Regions from separate parts of the Oryzias latipes genome. Here region 1 is linked to region 2. The links are chromatin contacts, called in public Hi-C maps. All regions are on one chromosome and are shown on one strand. Each heading gives the region's core, a stretch centred on a gene start, on an enhancer-like site or on the middle of the called end of the contact. The rest is flanking DNA. Distances are from core to core; before and after follow the strand shown. Region 1 overlaps nhs (Nance-Horan syndrome protein). Region 2 holds the start of nhs (Nance-Horan syndrome protein).

Evidence for each region. Hi-C and Micro-C count contacts between places; a contact is called where the count stands out from the background.
Region 1: a Hi-C map of gastrula embryo shows a contact between it and region 2, with 2.1 times the contacts expected there. The contact joins the enhancer-like site here to the promoter of nhs in region 2. A contact is called at or near these places in 5 of 5 Hi-C or Micro-C datasets (embryo, fibroblasts and gastrula embryo).

What each region holds. Positions count from the first base shown.
Region 1 is chr4:28,797,878-28,801,171 of ASM223467v1, reverse strand. nhs (Nance-Horan syndrome protein) reads right to left here. Exons shown (of 9, transcript XM_020702668.2): 2 at 172-324. Among protein-coding and RNA genes, the nearest start is that of rai2, 20 kb to the left of the region's middle. Within about 2 kb of position 2,026, at least 3 of the 8 cell types and tissues checked have an H3K27ac peak or open chromatin away from gene starts, as enhancers often do. A contact at or near this core is called in gastrula embryo, where this site is marked.
Region 2 is chr4:28,754,631-28,758,463 of ASM223467v1, reverse strand. It overlaps nhs (Nance-Horan syndrome protein), which reads right to left and starts at 1,372. Exons shown (of 9, transcript XM_020702668.2): 1 at 898-1,372. The coding sequence starts at 1,177.

The DNA.
Region 1 (3,294 bases), core at 777-3,276, 42 kb before region 2:
AACCCAGAAAATGTATAGAAAAATAAATAAATAAACAATCAAAAACATCCAGATGATTCTAATGCTCTAATGCTGGTAGGGTGTGTTGGCATCATTCGTCCACTAGAGGGCGGAAAATCACCAGAATTTCCTTATGTGTTGGTTTGCTGCAACAACAGGAGGGGGGCTCACCTCGGTTTAGGGCCCACAGGCTTAGGCTGGCTTGCCTGTGGAGGTCTTCTATGCATGCTGGTCGCGTGGAGGAGTTGAGAAGGTTCCTCTGCTGGAGCCAGGAAGACCGGAAGTGTTCCGTCAGCTTACTCTCCACGTCCAGATTAGACACCGCTGTCAGAGAAATGAAGAGAGGACTTCAGCATCCATCCTCCGATGGAGAGCATGGTATGAGGGCTTTCATGCAAACGCAATGAGCTGCAGATGTGATGGACGTGGAGACCCCAGCCTCTGGGTGTTCGGTTTACTCAAGAGCCTCTGAATTGAATAGAAAGTGAGATTGTGAACTGGAGATAAATGAACACCTGTATTAAACTGACAACCGACCAATGCTATCCGCTAAAGCTCTGGTTTCAGCTGCAGCCAAACAATAGACTTAATGCAACCTGAGAGGGTCATTCTGACCAGTCTAATCCCACTCCCCCCATCAAGACTCCTGGAGTTACAGATTTCAAATGACACCTGAGGTTGGCAGGTGAGGGATTAAATGTGTCTGCATCCCCTGTGTCACTCGTCTTTAGCAGAGTGGGCACCTCTTTGACCAAACTGTCTGTCTGGCCTCCATGCCTGTCAGGCTGCAGCTTCAGCTGCTCCAAGTTTCCATTGCAGTGCAGCCAGGAGCTAACTTTAGTCTCATTCAGTCAAGACAGGCATGACTCCGACTGCAGCCGGAGCTGAGTCTGCAGATGCAACGGCGGAAGGACAGCAACCTTGCTGAACGGATTTACCCCAAAGACAACCTGAGTTTACCCTTAATGAGCCATAAGCCCAGAAAAGTGACCCCGCCAGCTCACAAAACCTCTGACCTGCATCTGTAGCTTAGCAGTGGATGAGATGAGTCTGAGAGTAGTAGCGATGTGGACTTCCAACAAGCTTCCAACAAGCTCACTCCTCGTTGGTCAGAGGGGTTTCCATGGAAACGACGACCCAAACTGATTCCAACAAACAACTGCTCACTAATGATTTCTGGATCCAATATGGTGGGGTCAAAATTGCGAAACAAAGGCAACTAAATTGACTTCATTTCATTGGAGCTGGAAGAAAGCCTTTTTTTTTTTATGGGTGCCGTCACGCTGACAAAACTCAGGGCAGATGCTGCAAAGTTTGTTGAGTGGATGTTTCCACGTCAGCTGTTTGACTAGCGCCGTGCAGAATCATCCATCAGCCATATAAGTGACCCGGTTTTTAAAGATCTGAGCACACTAATCGAACGCACAGGAAGCCACTTTTGTGGAAAAGTGACAACAGAAGTGAAAGTATCTATCTACCAATAGCATTTTTTTTTTATTTTTTTGCAGAAAGGTGTTTGATCACATGGAAAAAGCAAATCTGAACAGACATTTTAGGGAGAAACTCGACTTTTGTCCCCACAAATGAACAAAAGCATCAGAATTGACTCACAACAGACTTCCCTGCGGTCACACTAAGCCTGCAGTCTAACTCATTTCAGCCCTTTGGTTGACTTATGCCTCCAACCGCTTATTTTATTGTCAATATATCACCATTTCCTGTGAAATAGTGGCTTTCGACGTGGTGCAATCCATATGATTCTTATTACAGTGAGGCTGATGAAGACTTTCAGGAACTCCCTGTTTCCTGAGGAGATCCATCTGCACGCCTTTTATTTAGGATCCTCCTTCTGTCAGATGTCGTGTGTGTTGTGTGTGTGTGTGTGTGTGGAGTGACACGCTCCCAAATAACCAACCACCATATTTCAACAGTGACTAACATGTTTTTTTCTCCTCAGGAGCCCCTCAGCCGCTCTGTTTGTCCTCGCCTCCCCTCTCCAGCTCCCTGCTGAGACGTGAACTCTCGACCTGCTCGTGACACCCCCAGAGTTGTCTTCGGCACACTAAAATCCATTAAAAACAACAGCAGGAGGTGGGGGGGGGGGGCTCTGTGACAGCACTTTCATTCAACTTTCTCTGTTTTTCTGCTCAGAGAAACACTTCTTCTCTTTGCTGGAATCTCTGACTTTTACGGGAGGGGGTGAAGCAGAAGATCACTTATCAGCAGCAGCCCCCTCTTTAGGAATTACAGGAATATCCCCCCGTCATCAGCCCTGCAGGCCAGTAGAAGCCATGGGGGGGTGGGGGGTGAGTTTCCTCACACTGCCTTGTAATTTAGCTGATGGTGTCCCAGACAGGAGTCCAGTCCAAACCCCGCTGCAGCTGCAATTACACAGGAGTCTAGGAAAATGTCTTTAAGCCGCTCGATGGCGTGTTACCTTCAGACCGGAGGTGAAGGCAGCATTGGAGGGGGTTGATCACAGCTCACCTAACATCACCTAAGGGCAGTCGGTGCAGGTGGAGAAGCCTAAAATGCCACTGAAGCAGCATTCTCTCATCATCCGCCCTCCCCAGCTTAACAAACGCCTCCTCGGCTTCCTCCCAGCCCCTTCAGCGGGAACATCTGCTCACATCCTCCCTTAAGTCCCCCCCTCAACACCCAGTTTACAGATGGTCCAGGCAGAACCGGACTCAGACTACCACTAATCTGTGCGCGGAGAGCTGCAGGACAGGAAGAGCGCTAATCCCAACTGCTGCCACAACAATGGAGGATGAGGGAGGATGCACATTTCTGCCAAAAACAGCTGACAGTAAATTCAAACGTCGATAAAAGCATCTAGAAAATGCTGGAGAACAATCACACTTCGGAATATTTACAACTCATTTCCACAGTGAGCAACTCAGAGGCAGAAATCCAGATTTTTTCTTCACCAGGGGGAAAGAACTCAAAGAAGCAAAACAGAAACAAACCATAACCGATGGCACTGATGGAAATGTTGCCGTCAAAGAGGAAACGGCGTCCGGAGAAGAAGAAAAAAAAGAGCCGCGGCGCTCTGCCGAGCACCGGCTGCTGGAGACCCTGACGTCTGACTAGAGAAGCACAAAGACAGGAGTCCAGTAAACACACAATAACTCCCGATTGGTAATCCGCTCTGAGCCTTCATCCGCCCAGCTGATGGAGGCTGCCGCTCCAGATGATGATGATGACGATGATGATGGAGTGTGAGATTATTTACGTTCAGCAAGAACTCTGAGGAGTCGCAACTGATGATGCGGCTAGAGGAAGGATACAGCA
Region 2 (3,833 bases), core at 123-2,622:
TGATTCACAATTCTCCCAGGTTTTCAAAACTTGCTTACATGCAGATTTCACATCCCAACTCTGATGCACTCAAACTGGAACCAGAAGGGTGCACACAGGGGACAGACCTAGTAATACCTCAGCAAAGGTCAGCATCTGCATCTGCATTTTTTTAAGATGACAAAAAAAAAGTTGCAGTGGTCCTGCCCCCCCCCCCCCCCCACAGACACACACACAGATCCCCACGCCTCAGGCAGCTCCATTTACACAGATTGTCATTCAGATGAGAGAGACACCATTCATTTCAAAAGCATAATTTAAAACAATTAAGGTTTTCAGACAAAAGGGTTTGAACTGGTGACCCTGCATGCAGGACGTCCTGGGCTGCCTCGTGCGACCATATTTCTGCATGCATCAGAGGCTTCTTCATTCATAATTCAGCACAGCATTATCAAGCACAGCGGCTTGATGAATAAAGACAGCTGCATCAATGGGGGAAAAAGGCTCCACCCATCTGATGACACCACCCTCCCCATGGACCTGACCAGAGGGAGCCTGGTCCGTGCAGACCCAGGTGAATCAGGGTGAATTGGGACTGGGGAAGGGGGGCAGCTTACTCATACTCGTAAATTGGGAAAGCTGCGCTCACGCGGGGACGCTTGACCTCATGAGTCTTGGATAACGCGCTCCTCGTGCGCCTAAAAGTGCGTCATAGCAACGTTACTCCAAACAAACAGCCTGAACTGCAGTTTGTTGTTGTGTTATAACAGCTGAGCTGCTGGATGCGCACACACAGTCTGTCCCACCCCTCATCAACAGAAAGTTTCCATTATACCAAACCTTCTCATACACTTTTTGAAGAAAGTTGCGCGCGCGCAGCGGCTCGTGTCTGTGAGGAAGTGAGGTCCCGGTACTTACGCACTGCCTCCTCTTTGGGGTCCAGCCCGGAGCAGGTTTGCTGGAGCAGGCTGAGCCTGCCGTGCAGCCCGCCCAGCCGCTGCCTGGTGGAGGTGAGCTCGACCTCCAGCTCCTGGAAAATGGAGCAGGCATGTTTGGCCAAGTCAGACAGCTGCCGCAGGGTCCGAGACAGAGCCACGTTACTGATGGAGACCAGATCCTCGAAAACCAGACCCTCTTCATTTGGGACTTGATACCGGCACAGAAACTGCGGCTCCACCACTCGTTTGGCAAATGGCATGTTGTTGTGAAGTGAGGAATAAATCCAGTGAAAGTCCGCCGGAGTGAGCAGAAAGTGTCCCCTCAGGCCCCAGCGTGTGGCTCCGTGCGCTCAGCTGCTGCTGAAGCCCCCCATCCTTTCATTTGTTAGAGGGCTGTGGTGCGCCTCGCTGCTGCGCCGGGTCATCTGCCGCCCCGCTGCTGATCTGCTTTTCTCTGCTCCAAAGGAGAGGTGGTTTTTAAAAAATCCGACTCCTGCAAGACCCGGAGTGGATTTCTAGGAACTCCATGGATCTGGACTCTTCCCGGTCACCAGCAACGACTGAAGGGCCCCAAGGGTTGGGGGGCCAACCACAAACACAATTTTAATTTCTTATATAAAAACATATTTACAGGAAAAAAATGAAAATAAAAATATTGGAACTGCACGTGAAAATGTAAAGATTAAATCCAAAGTCAAACATTCAAAATAGAAAAACATCAATGTAAAAAAGAAGAGAACTTCTTTAAGTTGAAACACTATAAACACAGAAATGCACTTAAACAGGTCAAATAACCAAAAATACTGCTGTTAATATTTGACTAACTTTCCAAACTGCAGACGAGGCATTGTTCATCATCTCTGACAAGGGGCTCAAACTCACAACCATGACGTTTCAGTGTCTCCCTCCCTCCACACTTGGCTACCATAAACATCCTGGGGGGCGGCTGTGGGGCAGTGGTAGGGCGGTCCACCCACGATTGTAATATTGCAGGTTCGATTCCGGCCTTGCACGCCCATGAGTCGAAGTGTCCTTGGGCAAGACATGAACCCCACCTTGTCTCTGGTGGGAGGTTGACGCCAGTGTTTGGCACTGGAGCCGCCACCAGTGTGTGAATGTGTCTGTGACTGTAAAGCACTTTGGGTCTTGTAGGTAGAAAGTGCTATATAAGTATACGCTATTTACCATTTACCATCCATCCCAGAGTTGGTCCAAACATTCATCTTTGACTTTATTGCACAGATTGAATAGTCCCATGAGGTGCATTCACAGGCTGCATGGAATTTCCGCATTAATGTGCTTTTGTCAAAAGCTAATTTCAAGCATTTGCCCACACTGACATCAGCCAACACAAACACTTTGTCTCCATGTCATTGGAACTCTTGGAATGACAAAGACTCACAACTACAATACATTGATCAGTAAGAACACACAAATAATGCATAACATTGCCCGTATTTCAATATGTGGATGTTTTATCAATGCATGATTGAATAAAAATCTTTAAGGTAATTATTTTATTGTATATCACTACTTTTAACATTTTTTCTTCTGTTGTAGGCTGAAGAAAACTTTTGTGACTTAAACAAAGCTAGTTTCTTAAAAAGAAGCCATTAACAGACTGATTATCTGAGCGAACAGCCACAGAATCCTTCTTCCAACAGTACTTAAGAGTAATGATAATCTTTTTAGGAAATACAAATTCCAGCATCACTCCATCTTCTAAACCCGTTTATTTTTTGTAAAGGTCACAGTTTTGCTGAGTCTACCCCAGCTCCTCTAGGGCAAAAGCAGAGTACACTCTGGACTGGTTGCCAGCCAAAGTTAGTATTCATTTGGGTGAAGTTGACACTGTTGTGTGTTCCAAGCACAAATTAGGAGAAGAGGTGTTAAAAGATGAAAATGCTGGTGCTTTTATGAACTGATCAAATGCAGAGTTCTATTCAACACGGTGTAAAGGCTTCCTCTCTGACTGTGTGGTGTCTCTGCTCCGGTCAGTGTTTGCTGTCCCGTCTGGGCGTGGGTGTGACAGCCTGAACTCCGCTTCATTCACATTTGCTGAATGAGTGTTTAGTTAAATCCCGGCAGCCAGAGCAGACACAGCAGCGGCCTGACGGCTCATCCTGTTGCCCATCCAACGTCCACAGCAGAAGTGCAACCTTTGCAAAGCCGTGCCGAGGACAAAAGGGGGACGCCGTATGCCGTCATCTTTGAGTAATGCTGCTACTACAAAGAGACAAACTTGAACAGATGCAAGCTGGTGATCTTTGCTGTGTGAAGGCTTTGCAATGCAATGATGACATCATTGTGGAGTTCTTTATGCAGGTTTGATTAAGTTTGTTTCAACAAACTGCAGCATCTCTGTTCCTAAGGATTTCTGAACCAAGAGACCTGGATCTCTTAATATCAGATTTAATACTCATAAATAATAGTAATAATTACATACATAATAACAGACGAAGAGGCTGGATGGCAATTACACTGAACAGACATGTACTTAGAGATACTCGGGGCTCACATGCAGTCGTTTCCACATAAGGAGCAGCCGTCATCCTGAAATGCAAAACAACTTTAAAGTGTTATTTACGATTGGAGGGGAAAGACTCTTGGATAAGTCTCCTCATTTCATCAAAGCAAACCCTACTCCACACGTGTATACGATGAAGCAGCACCTCCATTGTGGGAGGAGATTGTGAGGTGACATGGCAGACACTAAAACTCACCGGACTACATCAAATATTGGTTTGTGGGAACAAGGAATCACAAATATGCAGCTGTTGTCTGGGAGCTTGTCTCTGACTTAAGAGGAAGGCCGGCTTTCTTAATGTTTCTCAGGGAGCAGAATTTAGGTGGTACTATCATGGTGTGGGGAATCTTTCTCTGACATAATTTAAAGCTCATAACGTGATGCTTTTT